Regions from separate parts of the Ovis aries genome. Here region 2 is linked to region 1. Evidence: chromatin contacts called from public Hi-C data. All regions are on one chromosome and are shown on one strand. Each heading gives the region's core, a stretch centred on a gene start, on an enhancer-like site or on the middle of the called end of the contact. The rest is flanking DNA. Distances are from core to core; before and after follow the strand shown. Region 1 overlaps COG5 (component of oligomeric golgi complex 5). Region 2 holds the start of CBLL1 (Cbl proto-oncogene like 1).

Region 1 (7,830 bases), core at 2,196-4,695:
AAAATCTTAAAAATGGCTGGAAGAAAAAAGACAAATTACATAGCAACGTACAAAGGTAAGACCCATCACAGACCTCTCATCAGAAATTATGCCTAAAAAAAAAAAAGAAAGAAATTATGCCTACAGGAAAAAAAAAAATTTTGTTAATGACAGAAGAAAAAAGTCAGTATAGCTCTCTATGTAAAATGAAAATAAGTAAAAAATGAAGACAGAATAAGAACCATAAGAACACTATTCATTAAGAAAATGAAGCCGAAAGCCGGCTGTTGAAAAGATTAGCAAAACGGATAAACTTCTAAGCAAACTGACCAAGAAAAAAGAAGATACAAATTTTCAATATTGGTAATGAAAGGGAAGGTATCAGTACAATGGTACAAATATTAAAATATGAGAAAAAACAAATCAATGTCAATAAATTTGACAAATCAAATGATAGAATACTTTACTTGAAAGATGCTTATCACCAAAACAGACAAAAGTAAAATAGAAAATCTGTATCTATTACCTTTAATCACTTGAATTTGTAATTAAAATCTTTAAACAATATAAAACCTCCTGGCTCATATGTTTTCTCTCCTTGTTTTGTTCAGTCACGAAGTCGTGTCTGATTCTTTGTTACCCCATGGACTGGAGCATGCCAGACTCCTCTGTCTTCCACTATCTCCAAGAGTTTGCTCAAATTCATGTCCATTGAGTTGGTGATGCTATCAAACCATGTCATCCTCTACTGCCCCCTTCTCCCTTTGCCTTCAATCTTTCCCAGGATCAGAGTCTTTTCCTATGAGTTGGCTCTTCACATTAGGTGGCCAAAGTACTGGAGCTTCAGCTTCATCATCAGTCCTTCCAGGGAATATTAAAGATTGATTTCATTTAGGAGTGTCTTCTCTATTTAATTCTATTAAAAAATTAAGGGAAGACTAGCACTGATCTTCGCAGAAGGCAATGGCACCCAACTCCAGTACTCTTGCCTGGAAAATCCCATGGATGGAGGAGCCTGGTAGGCTGCAGTCCATGGGGTCACTAAGAGTCGGACACGACTGAGCGACTTCACTTTCACTTTTCACTTTCATGCACTGGAGAAGGAAATGGCAACCCACTCCAGTGTTCTTGCCTGGAGAATCCCAGGGACGGGGCATCCTGGTGGGCTGCCGTCTATGGAGTCGCACAGAGTCGGACACGACTGAAATGACTCAGCAGCAGCAGCAGCAGCACCGATCTTACATAAATGTTTTTAAAACTAAAGGAAGAGGAAACGTTTTCCAACTCATTATGAACTCAAAATTATTGTCCTGATTCCAAAACCAGACCAAAAAAAATACAATAAAAGAAAAAACAAACCAAAATCCCTCATGAACATACAGGCAAAATACCTTGTCCAAGTAACTATAAATAAAACCATGCAATTTCTAAAAGGGTAATCTACCAAGTACAGTCATTAAGTTAATCTATATCATCATGGTAAATAGCTGCCAGGAGAGCGGAGGTAACAAGGTAACCAACCAACCAACCAACCTAAACTCTAAGGAAAAACAGGTGCCCTGTGGGAATAAATATAGACATGAGCACTTGAGTACCTTGAGAAGACAATCCTGGACACCATTAAGAATAATTCAGCTAAAACTGTTAATAAATTCCTAAAGGCAGAGTGTGTGCCAGCAAGAAAACACAGAACCCATGGAGGCCACAACTCATTCACAGGTTCTTCAGAGCCTCAGCAGGTTTGCATCAAAAAAAAAAAAAAAAGACCAGGTGCAGAGTGTGAGGTCTAAGAAAGCATCCCTCATGCTTGGAATGACAAGAGCAGCTAATGAGAGAAAGGCATGAAGTTCAGCCTTGGTCCTTTCTTCCATCTCTAATATAAGGGAAAATAAAAGCCTAAAACCACTGGGGTACAAAAAACCTCTCATTTTCTGAACATTGTTGAAAATATATTCGAGGTAGGAAAAGGAAATATAGCAAAAAAAAAAAAAAAAACAACAACAACTACTTTCCTAGGGGAGGAAAAAGCAGATATCTTGCTGTTTCTGATAACAGATCCAAGTGGAAATGACAGCTATTGGGATGTACACACTCCAGTGACCAAAACTGACTGGTGGTTGCAATTTGTTTCCACAGTTTGCAGTCCCGAAGAAAGATGCTTTTAACCTATCTTCCAAGTGGTGCTATGAAAGCTATGCTATAGGCAGTAGCCTGTGAGTCAGTAAAAACACAGTGTTAATCAAGAGGAGCACTGGCCAGAGCTGTGAGAGTGGAACAGGGGGCCATATCCAGTCTGTTTTCCAGAGCTGGCACTGAGGTTAAACAGCCGCAGCAGCACGATGAGAATCATCAGCTTACAGCTCGGCCAAACCTTCAGGGAGCCAGGCCCAGGCACTTACAGGAACTTCTGTGCATTAAGGGCCCCAGGGAACCAGTGCTTTGCTTCAGGTGGTGGAATGAAAGAAAAGGTTTCCCCCAAAAGGGTTCACTTCTATTCCTTTATGTAAAACCAGAAGTACACTAAGCCCAGGCCAGCTGCACCCTTGAACAAACCACTTTCATTTGTTTCTTTCCGTTAAGTCTATTGGACCCTTTCCTTGTTAGCTGTCAAGTCTGAGTTAACCTAACCCCAAATGGTGACAGTGGACCAGAGAGTCACAAGGCAACTATGGGTCAAGTGTCTGGTTTTAACAAGACCTTAAGCAGTAAGACTGCTCAAAAGAGGTGTACTTGGCAGCTGGGTAAGGCAGGTGGCACTGCTGTGCTAAGAAATGGCCTGAGCACTTTAGCAGCCTCAAATTCTTAAACTAAAGCTAAGGTTTTTTTCTTTCCCCCTAGGATGATACATTGTGCCAGATCACCAGGGAGGGCATCATGCACGAGTCCATGAATGGGTCAATCTCCTATGAATTTATGAACACTCACAACAGCAGAATGTGAAAAATGTTAATACCAAATACACATTTGGCACAGGAAGCCAGAACAACATACACTAAACAAGACCAGAGGCTCCACCCACACTTTAGCTTTTCTTCAATTTGAGTGTCGCTGTGCACCACCACCACCACCACCACCCCGCCCACGCATACTCAGCACTGTGCAGGAACACAAACCAAGGAATTAAACACATACACAAAAGAGACTAGAGCCTCAGCTGCCAGGAGACATTACCTTCTGACCAGGAGCAGGCGGAGTACAGGGCAGTGGAGGAAGCCAGCTTATAGAAGCAGCTGAGCTGGTAGGAGGCTTTTCTTCTGCTTGGCTCCTCACCCCAGAGTCAATGCCGCCTCCTCCCACCTACCTCAAAACTCTTTTAAGCCCCTGAGCCTAGGGGCTGTCAATTTGCCCATGTGCACACTGCGACAGCTCCACCCTGCAGTTCTCAGTGCTTTCAGCCTCCCCGCCACCTACTGTACTTTCTCCCCCACAGGACCGGGTTGGAAAGTGCTTGGGCACCTCTATCCAACAGAGCTATAAAAGTTTGAGTCTCTCCCCTCTCCCTGAGGTCCCTGCCACACTTGGTGTCTACTTTAAGCAGCTGAGGTTGGAGTCGAGGGGGGAGACGAATCGAAGGGCACAAAGGGAAGAAGTAGCTCTGCCCCCTAAGACTTCACAGCTACATTCAATTTCAAGTGGCTGCCTACCTAGACTCAACAAATGAACTTAAAATGTATTACGTTTACCCAAAGCTCTGTTCTCATTGCTGGCACCCTTTATTTTAGCTTTAGGGAGCCCTTAATCAGCAGCTACAGCTATATTGCCTTTTGTCTAGGCCAAGAGGCTTGCTGCCTCACTGATATAATGATATTCTTTCTTCCTACAGCTTAGAGCCTGAGCAAAAAACAAAGGACCATTTGGGCAGCTTTGTTTAGTTCTCTCACTGCTTAGCCTCTAAAGACTCCTTAACAGGTAATACAGTAGTGCCTAGCCCACCACTTAAACAAGAGCATGTGCTATCAGATCTCATACTCTCTAAACCAGCCCACAGGGGCCCTTGTCTTCTCTTTTGTAGGAAGCCATGTTTCAGTCATTATGCTCTTGTTCCCAAAATTGTCAAAAATCATGAAGGGTCTAGATTTTACCCTATTTGCAAGCTATGAAAGCTAGCTTGTTTCTGTCATGTATGCTGGCAGAAAACTTAAGATGCCTGGATCAGACACAAAGGACTCAAAACACAGCAAGCAGCATGAGGGATATGTCACTGACAGTTCACCTTCCCATCCAAGTCTTCCTGACAGAGAAGCCTAGGCAGATACTCTGGACACAGTGGGATTGCATCACAGCCAAAGAACACTAAGCTGGACAATTTACCGTTTTTATAACAAGCAGAAGAAAGTCTGCTCTTTGCGGAGTTATTATTGCATCACTTAAGGATGCTAGCTTCAAACACAACTTCTTGATCTCTGAGAAATGGATCAAGGAAACAACAGTCAGGTCTTTTCATTCTTAGTATGCCCAGCAACACCAGCATGTCCTAGGACCTTCAGGAATGCTCAGAGCCCATGGCAGATTCTTTCTCCTAATATACTTTAATAAAATCTAGTAACAGATGCCCTATACAGCATAAGGCAAGATAAGAAATAAAAGTTATACATGGTTCAAAAGGGAGTCAACTTTCTCTATTTGCAAATGACGTTAACTGTCTGTATAGAAAATAGCATGCAATTCACAAAATAATTTCTCAAGACTAACATATGAGTTTAGTAAATTTGCAGGACACAAGGTCAATATACAAAAAATAACTACATTTCTCCATACTAAAAAAAAAAAAAAAAAGAAGAAGAAGAAATAAGCAAAGGACCCATTGCAGAACAGAAGAGGGGATCTGCCATAGCTTTGCTAAATATAGCATCTAGTTAATCAGCTGACTTGGTTTCAGAACACAGAAATGAATTTGATTCTGTATAACCTACAGAATTACAAGAATATGTGAAGCAGCAACAGGGAAAAAAAAAAGAAACCAAAGTGAAAAAAAGCACAAATATGTTTGTGTAATTCTCTGGTTGAAATATAAGAGAAAATGTCAACAAAATCCATAATATTTCAAGAGGCAAAAAGGGATACAGGCAGTGAAAAGAGTCAGCCAGAAAACTGGGTCGGGGTGGTAATGATTTGGACAAGGCCTCCAGAACAACATGCCAACAGTAGGACAACAGACGGAGATTAAAAAGTAGTAATAATCGCAGGGTCCAAAATCAAGGTTTGGATGAGAAAGACAAAAAAGAAATGCCACATATTTGTTTTTATAATAGATGCTGGCAAATGACTTACAATTACATATTGTGAAAAATAAAAACGAAAAATTGAAATGCCCAACTTAGGTGAGGTAGGGAAGGATGGGAAAGAAGGCTTTGTGGAGTTTTTCAGTTCAGGTATATAATTCTGATGCATACTTTATTCGATTATAATCAGTTTTCAATTATCCTCCTTTGTAAGTAATGAATCACCAATATTGTTGACTTTCTACTACCCTGGTTACTCCTCATTTGATGGGGAGTTTTCAGCAGATGGTCTATTTCTATTTTTCTGATAAAACATTTGTTGTGAAAGAAATTTAAAGTTGAGAAGCCAAATGAAAATTTTGAATTAGCTGTATACTGAAATAATTCTTTCTACCTTGGCCTCCAATACTGGAGACTTGAGAGTTAGCCACATTAAGTAAGTATTCGCTGAAAAGTACCCTTGAAACAATACAACTTAAAAGTGATTTTTCAGCAGTTAGAAACTGCTACTGCATACATAAATAAAGGCCACAGTGACACCAAGTCCTGTGAAAGGCAAGGGGAAAGTGGGTCGCCCCATAGCTTCAAATGCTCAAAGGAAAAGACTCCTCTTCCCAAAGAAGATGAGGAACCAGAAAGTCCTCTGGAAAAGAAAACATCTTCAAGCCCTCCACCTGAAAAATCCAGGGATGAAGGGTCTGAAGATGAAGCCCAGTCTGGGGAATATTAAAAGTGATGATGGTTTGGGGAGAGATTTTATTTTTAAAAACAGAGAGAAAGAGAGAAAAGGAAAAAGAAAAAAAAAGAGGGAAAAACAAAGAAAAGCTACTTAAGATAGAATATGGTTTGACTCATGTGCTTTCAATGCTTTTTTCCCCTCTTGTTGAAAATAATATTTTCTTCTTCTTTTTTCTTAAAGAAAACCATTGTGTGTTTAATTCACCTTTTTTGTCTACTGGTCTCCTCTTTGTTATGATCACCTTGTCCCTCTCCCCCTTTTCTCAATGAAAGCCATGTTAAATTAATCACTGGATTGACTGCTTCATCTTTTTATTTTTAATGGAGCGTATGCCACAGTTGTAAAGCAATAAGATTTGAGGTAAACACTATGAAAATTTTGCTTTTTGCTAAATGGTAGCAAGTTGAATGGCAATCAAAAAATGTAGAAGGTTTTAGTTAAAAGTTATTGCTTCTTTCTTTACCTGAATTAAAAAAAAATCAGATGTCATCTAATCCAAGTTTATATTCTATATACAAACATATGGATGTCTAAAAAAATCTTGACATTAAACTTCCACTGATGGGGCAGGTAGGATAAAAGATGAATTCTGAACTGCTACTAAAGGTATTCATGTTTTTTTACTGTAGGGGAGGGCACGGAATTGAGGTTATCTGTTTGAGAACACAGATTTGTTTGTTAGTTTTTAGTTTCATCACTTGTAATCTCTAGGAGACTCAGAGCCTGTGATCCTTTTATTCTGCTACAGTCTTTAAAGAATTTTTTAAAAAATCAAGGGCCGCCAAAACTTAAATCTTTCTTGATTTCCTATTTCATTCTCTAGTGGTTCATGTTTTTAAATATATATAAGTGCATTGGAGAAGGAAATGGCAACCCACTCCAGTGTTCTTGCCTGGAGAATCCCAGGGCCGGGGGAGCCTGGTGGGCTGCTGTCTCTGGGGTCACACAGAGTCAGACACGATTGAAGCGACTTAGCAGCAGCAGCAGCAGCAGCAAGTATCTATTCTGTTCTTGGATGAAAAATTTTACCAAGGATCAAAAGAAGAAACCCTAGAATTAAAATGGAGAGATCTATATATCACAGTGGATTTCTTCTCAAACTGACAATGTTTAAGTTTTAAGAAAAATAAAGTGCCAGTTAATCTGAAACTCAATCACAAAGACTTGAGATTTTTGCTTTATGAAATCAGAGAACTGAAATTCTTTTACACCATAAATATGCATTCAGAGTCCATGTACCATGCTGTTTTTATTTAGGGATAGAATGCTTTCCTGTCAGACCCCATTCTTCTCATTTCTTAGTAGAAACATGGTATGGTGTGCATCTCTTCACTTTCTGCTAGTGCACAGGACACTACTGCACAGCCCACTTGCAGTGCCTACCAGCCCTGTTCTAGGACATGATTTCTCCAGGTTCTGTTCTTCACTTACTTCATATCTTGCGCTTGATGAAGTATGTGAAATGCTGCTCTGACTCTATTCAATTAGCGTTTGTCTTTATACCAGTGCCCTTGCTTACTGCATGTGTTGCTAACAGCAGCAGTTTAAGGGGCTCTGCAAGGCTGGAGAAACCATGCATTCAGGAGGCTGGTGTGTAGTTGATAACAGGCCAGTTACATGCCTTATGAAGGTAGTCAGGAGACACATCTGTAGGTTTGCTTCTCTACATTTTGATACCATGAGCAAATGGGAATAAGGTTTAGGGGGTCTTAGTGTGCTAATGGGTTTCCCAGGTGGCTCAGTGGGTAAAGAAACTGCCTACAATGCAGGAGACATCAGAGATATGGGTTCAACTCCTGGGTTGGGAAGATCCCTGGAGGAGGGCATGGCAATCCACGCCAGTATTCATGCCTGGAGAATCCCATGGACAGAGGAGCCTGGCGGGCAACA
Region 2 (7,830 bases), core at 3,881-6,380, 260 kb after region 1:
CACTAATTCTTTACAATTCTTGTGGTCATTGCCATTCTATTGCAGTTGTTTTTTTATTGCAAGGTTTTATCCAGTTGTTTGCCATATCCATTTGTGGTCAAAAGTTTAAATTTTTTTTGACAGGCTCATATTATGTTTGATGGCATTCTTCAGTAAGTCAACAAATACTTTTGTGCCTTCTGCTAAATACTGTATATTATACAAATATGAACTACTAATGGATGCTATCTTCTAGGGGCATACTTGGATAAAATGTTTCTAAAGTATGAATTAAGACAGCGATGTCCTAAACATAGATCTGAAAGAGCAGTAATTACCGAGAGGAATAAAGGAAATAAACATTTATTGAGGGCCTGTTATTTAGCAAGCAATAAGAAGCCTTCACAGATGGATCTCCTATGATCTTCAGACCAGTTCTGCAAGGAATGTTACTGTCACCATTTTACTGACATAGAAACTGAGCTTGAGTAATCTTCCAATATCACACAGCAAGAGCTGAGATTTGAACCCCATTTTGCCTCATCCCAAAGCTCATGTTCTTTCTCTACTACATATATTATCTATTGGAAGCATGAGTCAGAGAAGCCTTGATGGGGAAAATGGCACATGAACAGAAGCCTTGATGGGTAGGTAGGTTTTAAGGTGGGAGTAAGAACTACAAATTCAGGCCTAGTATTTTTCTCAACTGAGGGACAGGTGGGTGTTAAATCTACGGTCAAAAAACTGTTTCCATGTACTAGTATGACACACTGTTTGCTCAGAGTAGTGTAAAACCGCTGAACATTCTTTTAGGTGTGAGCCGAACAGAGACATGGAGAGAAAAAAAGACAAGAATCTTTTAGTAGAGGAGCGGTTGGGAGGAGCAGGCCTATAAGCTGAAAGGATATCCACTGCAAAAGTGTCCTCAGAAGAGAAGGAAGGCTGCAGAGATTCTCTAGAACAAACGTTCCTATCCAAATGGGTAAATACATCGCCAGGCTTCAAAGGACAGAGTGGGGAAGTGCCTTCAATCAGTAATGTTCAGTCCTTGTAGTCTTGCTTCCTTCTTACTCCCCAAATCTGTCTCTTGCCCAGTTTTTGATAGTTTTTGGAAAGCTGGGGGCCATACTTACTAAGGCTCAGCTGTGGTAACATGTTTGGGCCATTTCAGCAGCTGGTAGGGAGAGGAGAAAGCTGGAACCATGAAAGGCTGGAGTTAGTTAAGTCTGCTAATGACGCTTGAAGGCCGATCACTCAATTTACTCCAATAAACAAAAGTCAAAGAGCCTTGGCTAAACATCAGGCTTGCTTGGTGTGTGCATCAGTAGGCTAGGAGGTGTAAAACTGCCCTACTGACCTTATTGTCAAAACCTATCTCCAATCCATATTTACAGGCAATAATGAAATTGCAGCTAACATTTAACACTAATTTAATAATGGGCCAGGTGCTATATTGTTATCTCACTTAATCACCTCATGAAGCAATGAATATAGTAACTACTCTGGTAATAAAAACTATCATTTTATGAGGGCTTACTGGGTGCCAGTAGGTACTAACTGCTTTAGATAGAAAGCAATATTTAATTCTCAAAATAGTCCTACAGGTAGGTACTATTACCATTCCCACTTTATAAATGAAGTCAGCCAGCCACGAGATTAGGTAATCTGTGTAAAGTCTTACAGCTGTGTTGGGCTTAGAACCCAGTTTTTAACGTCCAAGTCGATATATCTATCACTATAGTCCACTACCTTTCCTATTCATATCTACTTATCAAACTTGTTCACGTTTAGTGGACAGTGTCCTGATCGGTTCTCTTATTAACAGATCACTCACACTTGCCGGCATTTTGGCCATCACAGGGAGTCTCAGGCTTCCTGGTCAATTGTTCTTACAGGTTAATAGCACTGACTTCCTCCTACGCACACTTAAGATCTGCTCATTGTTTCTGAATCTACCTTGCTGAATTGTGTTCTTTTTATAAACACAACATGCTAGGTTTTGTCTATATACTCTTTCTGAACTGTTACTCTGAAATCTTCTTTTCAAGGTTCTCTATAATCAAACCTTATTTTTCAGTATTCCCAAACATGGACCAAAATGAAGCTGATCCCTGTTCTCTATAGAAGTTATGACATCTGTGACCTTGCTTTCTGGTTTGATGTGCCTCTTTCATTTCTCTCACCTTCAAATGCTATCCTGTTCATCAAGATAAAGTCAGTCTACCTAACTGCCCTCAGCTCATAATTTTCTCTGAATGTAGGCAGCACTGCATTCTCCTGAAAGACACAGAATGTAATTCCATGTTTTTAATTATTTCTATAAATGCTAGGCTATATGGTTCTGCATATAGGAACCATTATTTATATGTTTTCTTCCTTCTGTGGTCTTAGGCACTACAGTGTTACGATTAAAAGAGCATTAAGGAGGGCCCTCACTGGTGCTCCAGTGGTTAAGACTTGGCATTTCCACCGCAGGGGGCAGGATTTGATATGTGGTTCCAGAACTAAGATTCCATAAGACATGCAGTGAGGGGGGGAAAAAAAGAAAGCATTAAAGAAATGAAAGTTATTGCCCTTGATCTGGCATTGAGGAATCTCAAGCTCTCTGACACACATCCTTTTTTTTTTTGTAAGTAAATAGTGCTGTGTATTTAGATGCAAGGTCATCAAAACACCTTGAAGAGCACTGACTAGCAGATGTCTGTCAATAAGATGAAAATATGATATACACCTTAGTGCTTCTGATTGTCCATTACCATGATGTTTCATTTTTATAAACCTTAGGATAGTACCAAGCTATAAATTAAGTATAAATGTTGACTTTCAGTAAAATTGTGACTGCTTACAGCACAAATGTTAACAACAACGGATACCAGAGGGCAGTAATAAAATGTTATATACAGTTTCTCTGATCATTTTAGAGGAAGAAATTAATTTGTCATATTGCCACTGTACTAGTAAAGTGAGGTTATAGTTAAGGGAAAAGTGAATATAGAGCACAGATGCTATAGAAATGCATAAAAGCACGAGGTCAAATCAAATAAATGTTTACCTAACATTTTAGCAATAAGAAATCTAAACATGTAAGTTTCCTTTTAGTAAATTTTCATAACTTGATGCACCATAAAATGTTGACATAACTTCTGACTTACATATTAAATTACATAAAACACAGTTTGAAGACATTTTAAAAAATTCTAATTCTTTAAATAGCATCAGCAGACACTAATATTATTACTCTGAACCTGCATCTGCATCAATCTGAAGTACGGCTGAGTCTACGGCCATACCACCCTGAATGCAACTGACCTCCTCTGAAGGATGGTTGATGGCTAAATATGAAGATCGAAAAAATTTAAAAAACAAAACACTTTCTAGGTGACAACTACTTTTCTTTTACACACAAAATTGGTGGAAAATGCTTGATTTTCATATCAATATTGTATTTAGAGAAACAAGGAGCTATGGAAGAAAGGTTGTTTCCCCCAACTCGCGAAACACAAAAAATGCCCAGCAATTGAAAGCATCTTGAAAACGACTTAGGGATACAGAAACTTACATTTTAACAAAAGCAAGTGTAACTCTGAATCACAATTGTCCTTAGTTGTGAATGCACCTAAAAACTTGTTTATAAAACTGCACAAACGGTGTCTTTTAAAAGATCCCACCAAAACATTCACCAAATAACACAGAACACTTACAGTATTACTCATCATATTATTCCAAGCTCTCACTGGTTAACTATACAGATGGAGCACATCACTACACATACTTGACTCCGAATTCAGCACCATGAAGCCGCTTCTCTAAGAGGTCGACACAATAATCTTTAATTGATCTAGGAACTCTGGCACTGAAAGCGTGCATAACACAAGGTAATGATGTCGTCACCGAGGGACGACAAGAATAGAACCCAAATCCCTTGACTCCCCAGCTTGTGTTTTCCACTAATTGTGCTCCTTTCTACTCATTCGAGAGCATCAAGTGTGAAGGGCTGGAGAAGGGAGTAGACACATGCGCCAGGGTCGCGAGGTGGAGACGGCCCGGAAGGTCCTCAGGAATCACTCTTTGGCACTTGTCTTTTGTTTCGGCTGAGGACGATGAAAGCTGCAGCAACCACCAACCCTTGGGACCAAGAACTGGAACTAGGTACTGCCCGTGGCGGTAACTTGTCTTTTCATTTTAGGCCTTTCCCCTTTTTCACAGCTCCATCGCGGCCAGCCCTAACCTCTTCCCATCCTCAGCTCTACTCCGCACTGGAGTCCCCGCTGACCTTTATAAGAGGCGGCTACGCTGCATCCGTCCTCCACCTGGCCCCGCGTACGCTCCTTAGGACAGGTGTTCTAGGGGGAGGGGGAGGTTTCCCTAGAAAATGAATGCTAATCAAGCGTTAGAAATGGGTTTCAGCTGTTAGCAACTTGAGATGGGAACCGGGGTAGATACCCAAGTCGGCTTCTGCGTGGGTCTGTGCAGCTCATCACGACAAAGCAAAATGTAGATATATATGCACAGAGCTTTTCCCTCTAGCTGGGAGCCTTACACAGCTCAACCGTCCCCTAGGCAACCTCCCGCTGGAGGACGCTTTCCGGAGCGCGCGTGTTTACACTCTTCCTGGACCGGGGGTGCTGGAGAACGTCGCTCGCGGACTCTGGGGGATTCCAAACCGTTACTCCGCCCGCCGGGGTGGGACAGCCCAACGGCTGAGCCTGCGCAGTTGGGCTAGGTCGGCACCAGGGTCCCGGCGCACTACAAGTCCCAGAAGGCAAAGCTCCGCGCGGGGTCGGGGGGAGCGGGGGGGCGGGGCGCGGCGGCTGCCTTACCTGCCGCGAGCTTAGTCCTCCGGCTACTACCAGCTCTCCCCCTCCCCCGTTCCCGGCAGTCTCCGCTCCACATTAAAAGGCTACTTCCTCTGGAAGCACATGAGAGGAACCCTTAGCAGCCTCTACACTGACGCTCCCCGCGTACTCGCTTTTTCTCTCTCTGCCCGAACTGAGCCTGACTCCCTCACCGGAGTCGGCTAGCGGACGCAAGAGAAGGGAATTTTTGGAGGGAACCAACCTGGTTCCACCTGATCACACTTCCGCCTCCCGGGCTCCGGAAGGTACCGCGCACGCGCTCCCTGCGACTCCGGCGCGGTTGACTTCCGCTCCCACTGTGCCCTGCGAGTCGAATCATGGATCACACTGGTAAGGAGGCGGAGGCAGTGGGGGTCCAGGTTCCATGCCCCCTTGGCCGGCCTGGGACTGGTCGCCCAGCGAACATAGAGGGGTTACATTCGCCTTACAGCACTGGGGTGTGGCGGCGAGGAAGGAATCTCACAGACCCTCTTCCCGTCTCCGGCCAGGGCCTGCTACTTCCTGGCCTACCCTCCGATGTGGTACCTACAGCCTCGGTGCCGGCAACGGCAGCTCCTTCTGAGCCCGGAGCCGGCACCGCGGGGGGGCGCGGGCTTCGCGTAGAGGAGAGAGCGCCGGCAGTTTCCCCCTCATTTTGGGTGCTCTGCCCTACGTTATGGGGACTGGCGGGTAGAGAGTCTGGGAAGTGTCATTACGCTGCGAGTCGATGTGCTAGGGTGGGTTAGAGACTTCCTGCTGTTTCAGTCAGCTTTGGGCGGGTGCTGCGATGGTCACTGCCTGTCGTTGTCTCTCCGGTGTTTCTTGGACTAGAGGTGGGAGAAGGGAGTCGGATACGGTTTTTGGAATGATACCGGGAGCAGCTTTTCTGCTTAAGCCTGTAGCATGCCCCGCGCTTCATCTGTGGTCCTTAACCACCAGTCTTGAGCTTAAAATCAAGATATTCTCATCACTTTCTCCAAGTAAGAATGGCTCCATTCTTTCTTAAGTGTTTTTTGTCTTTTGCTCCCTTGCAGTTTTTGGATGTTGAATGAGTGCATTTGGAGTTAGATACTGCTCCGTTCAGTTTATCAGCTGTATTACTAGTAGGGTGATAAAAGGCTTTTTTCCAGTATCACGTATTAGTTAGGATTCCTCAGTCATCAACTGTCTACCTAATTTCATATATATATATATACACACACACACGCACGTTATGTGTGTATGTATACACACACACACATACACATATGTATATACACATATTCTTCTAGGCTTGGAGGTGGAATAATAAACAAGGTGAACTGAGTCCCTGTCCTCAGGGAAGTTACGTTCTATTGGGAAAACCACAATGAACAAGTGTTTAGAAATACAGATTATTATGAGGGCTTTGAAGAAGACATATGGGGCTGTGGAAGGTAGAAGCTTCAGAGACGGTGGTCAGGAAGAGTCTTTTTAGGAAAGTAACATTTGTAAGCTGTGATCTGATGGATGAGAGGAATCCAGCTTGGCATAAATCAAGTGGAAAGTGTTTATAACAGGTACTAAGACTCTGAGGGAGGAAAATGTAGAGAAAACCAATCAGCTGCACTTACATAGAGGGAAAGAGCCCTAAGATAAGATTGGTAAGGAAGACAGGACTCGGGTGGTGCAAGACTTTGAAGTCCATGGAAAAGATTTGAGTGTAATTTTAAGTGCAATATGAAGCCATTGAACAGAAGTAGAGGAGGAACATAATCTGTTTTTAAAGTGTAACAGGTTGTTGTATGAAGAATGGTGTAAGAGAAGGAGGCAAGATAAATAGAAAATTTAGGAAGTGATTGCAATAGACCAGAAGGGAAGCTTGGTTTAGTGATGGTGGCTTGGTTTAGTAAAAACAGGAATGGGCAGATTCAGTAAATATTTTGGTGGTAGAACTCAGGCCCTGGTGGATTGGTTTGGAGGCATGTGAGAGAAAGGAAAGGTGCGTAGGGTTCTAGTTTTTGAGTGGTGTCCTTTATTGGAAGACTTGGGAGAAAAATGCCTTTTTTTTTTTTTTTAATGGAGTAGAGGTCACAAATGGGAATTTGGCAACAAGACTTTGAACTGCTAAGGATGAGGTGTTTGTTGGGACATAGAAGGGGAGATGTCAAGTGGAAATCATAGGGAGGTTTGTTTGGAATGATTTTAAGGCATGAGGATGGATGAGATCACTTAGGGAAAGGGAAAACAGTAGAGAAGAGGGCCTAGCAGCAGGCTCTAGGGAACTCTAGTGTTTGGAGCTTTTATAGAATTGAAACCGTGAAATCTTGGTGTTAGAGAAGCAAACGTGCCACATTAGCGAAATGTTTCTCATTTGAACCTGTTACTGGAATTGGAAGTCAAGCACTTTTCACAGTTTAAAGATGTTATGTTGGGAAATTGTAATGTGGGTTGGTGTGTATCTGAGTATTTATTATCCTACTTTCTAAGTTAAAAGTTTGCCTAAGAAAGTAAAAGTCATCCTAACATGAAAATACTCACTAATGAACTGACCTCTTGAAAAAATAGTTCCTGCTCAGATATCCCTGCTGCTTAACATGAACCTCTTTTCTTCTTTTTTTTTTAAATTTCCTTATAAGGCAGTGTCCTTACCAGTTTCATGTCAGAAAATGGTATTAAATTTTGTATACTGATTGTGATTACAAACCTTACAAAATATTCAAGTTTTCATGATATTCATAAATGTGAATTTGGTAATTGAATCACAAATAAAATCATTGGGAAATGAGGATGTGCCAGATAGCCAGTAAATTGAACACATGTCAGGATAGGCATCTCAAAAGGAAAATTCTAATATTAAAGGATTAAAAGAGGCCCCGGGGAGATTGATGGAACTCTCGAATGTTATGCAAAAATGACTGGTTTTGTGAACGTGCTGAAATTGTCAGTCATAAAATGAAGGCTATCCTGTAGTATTGTAATAGAAAATTACTTCAAGAAACTCCTAATTAACACTTGATTGAGTCTTTGGCCATTCTAAAAGTTAGCACTTAGTTGT

Evidence for each region. Hi-C and Micro-C count contacts between places; a contact is called where the count stands out from the background.
Region 2: a Hi-C map of blood shows a contact between it and region 1, with 2.8 times the contacts expected there. The contact joins the promoter of CBLL1 here to the enhancer-like site in region 1. A contact is called at or near these places in 2 of 16 Hi-C or Micro-C datasets (blood and tail adipose tissue).

What each region holds. Positions count from the first base shown.
Region 1 is chr4:50,013,721-50,021,550 of ARS-UI_Ramb_v3.0, forward strand. All of the region lies in intron 6 of COG5 (component of oligomeric golgi complex 5), which reads right to left. Among named protein-coding and RNA genes, the nearest start is that of GPR22, 7.1 kb to the right of the region's middle. Within about 2 kb of position 3,446, at least 9 of the 54 cell types and tissues checked have an H3K27ac peak or open chromatin away from gene starts, as enhancers often do.
Region 2 is chr4:50,269,536-50,277,365 of ARS-UI_Ramb_v3.0, forward strand. It overlaps CBLL1 (Cbl proto-oncogene like 1), which reads left to right and starts at 5,131. Exons shown (of 6, transcript XM_042248533.2): 1 at 5,131-5,794. The coding sequence starts at 5,602.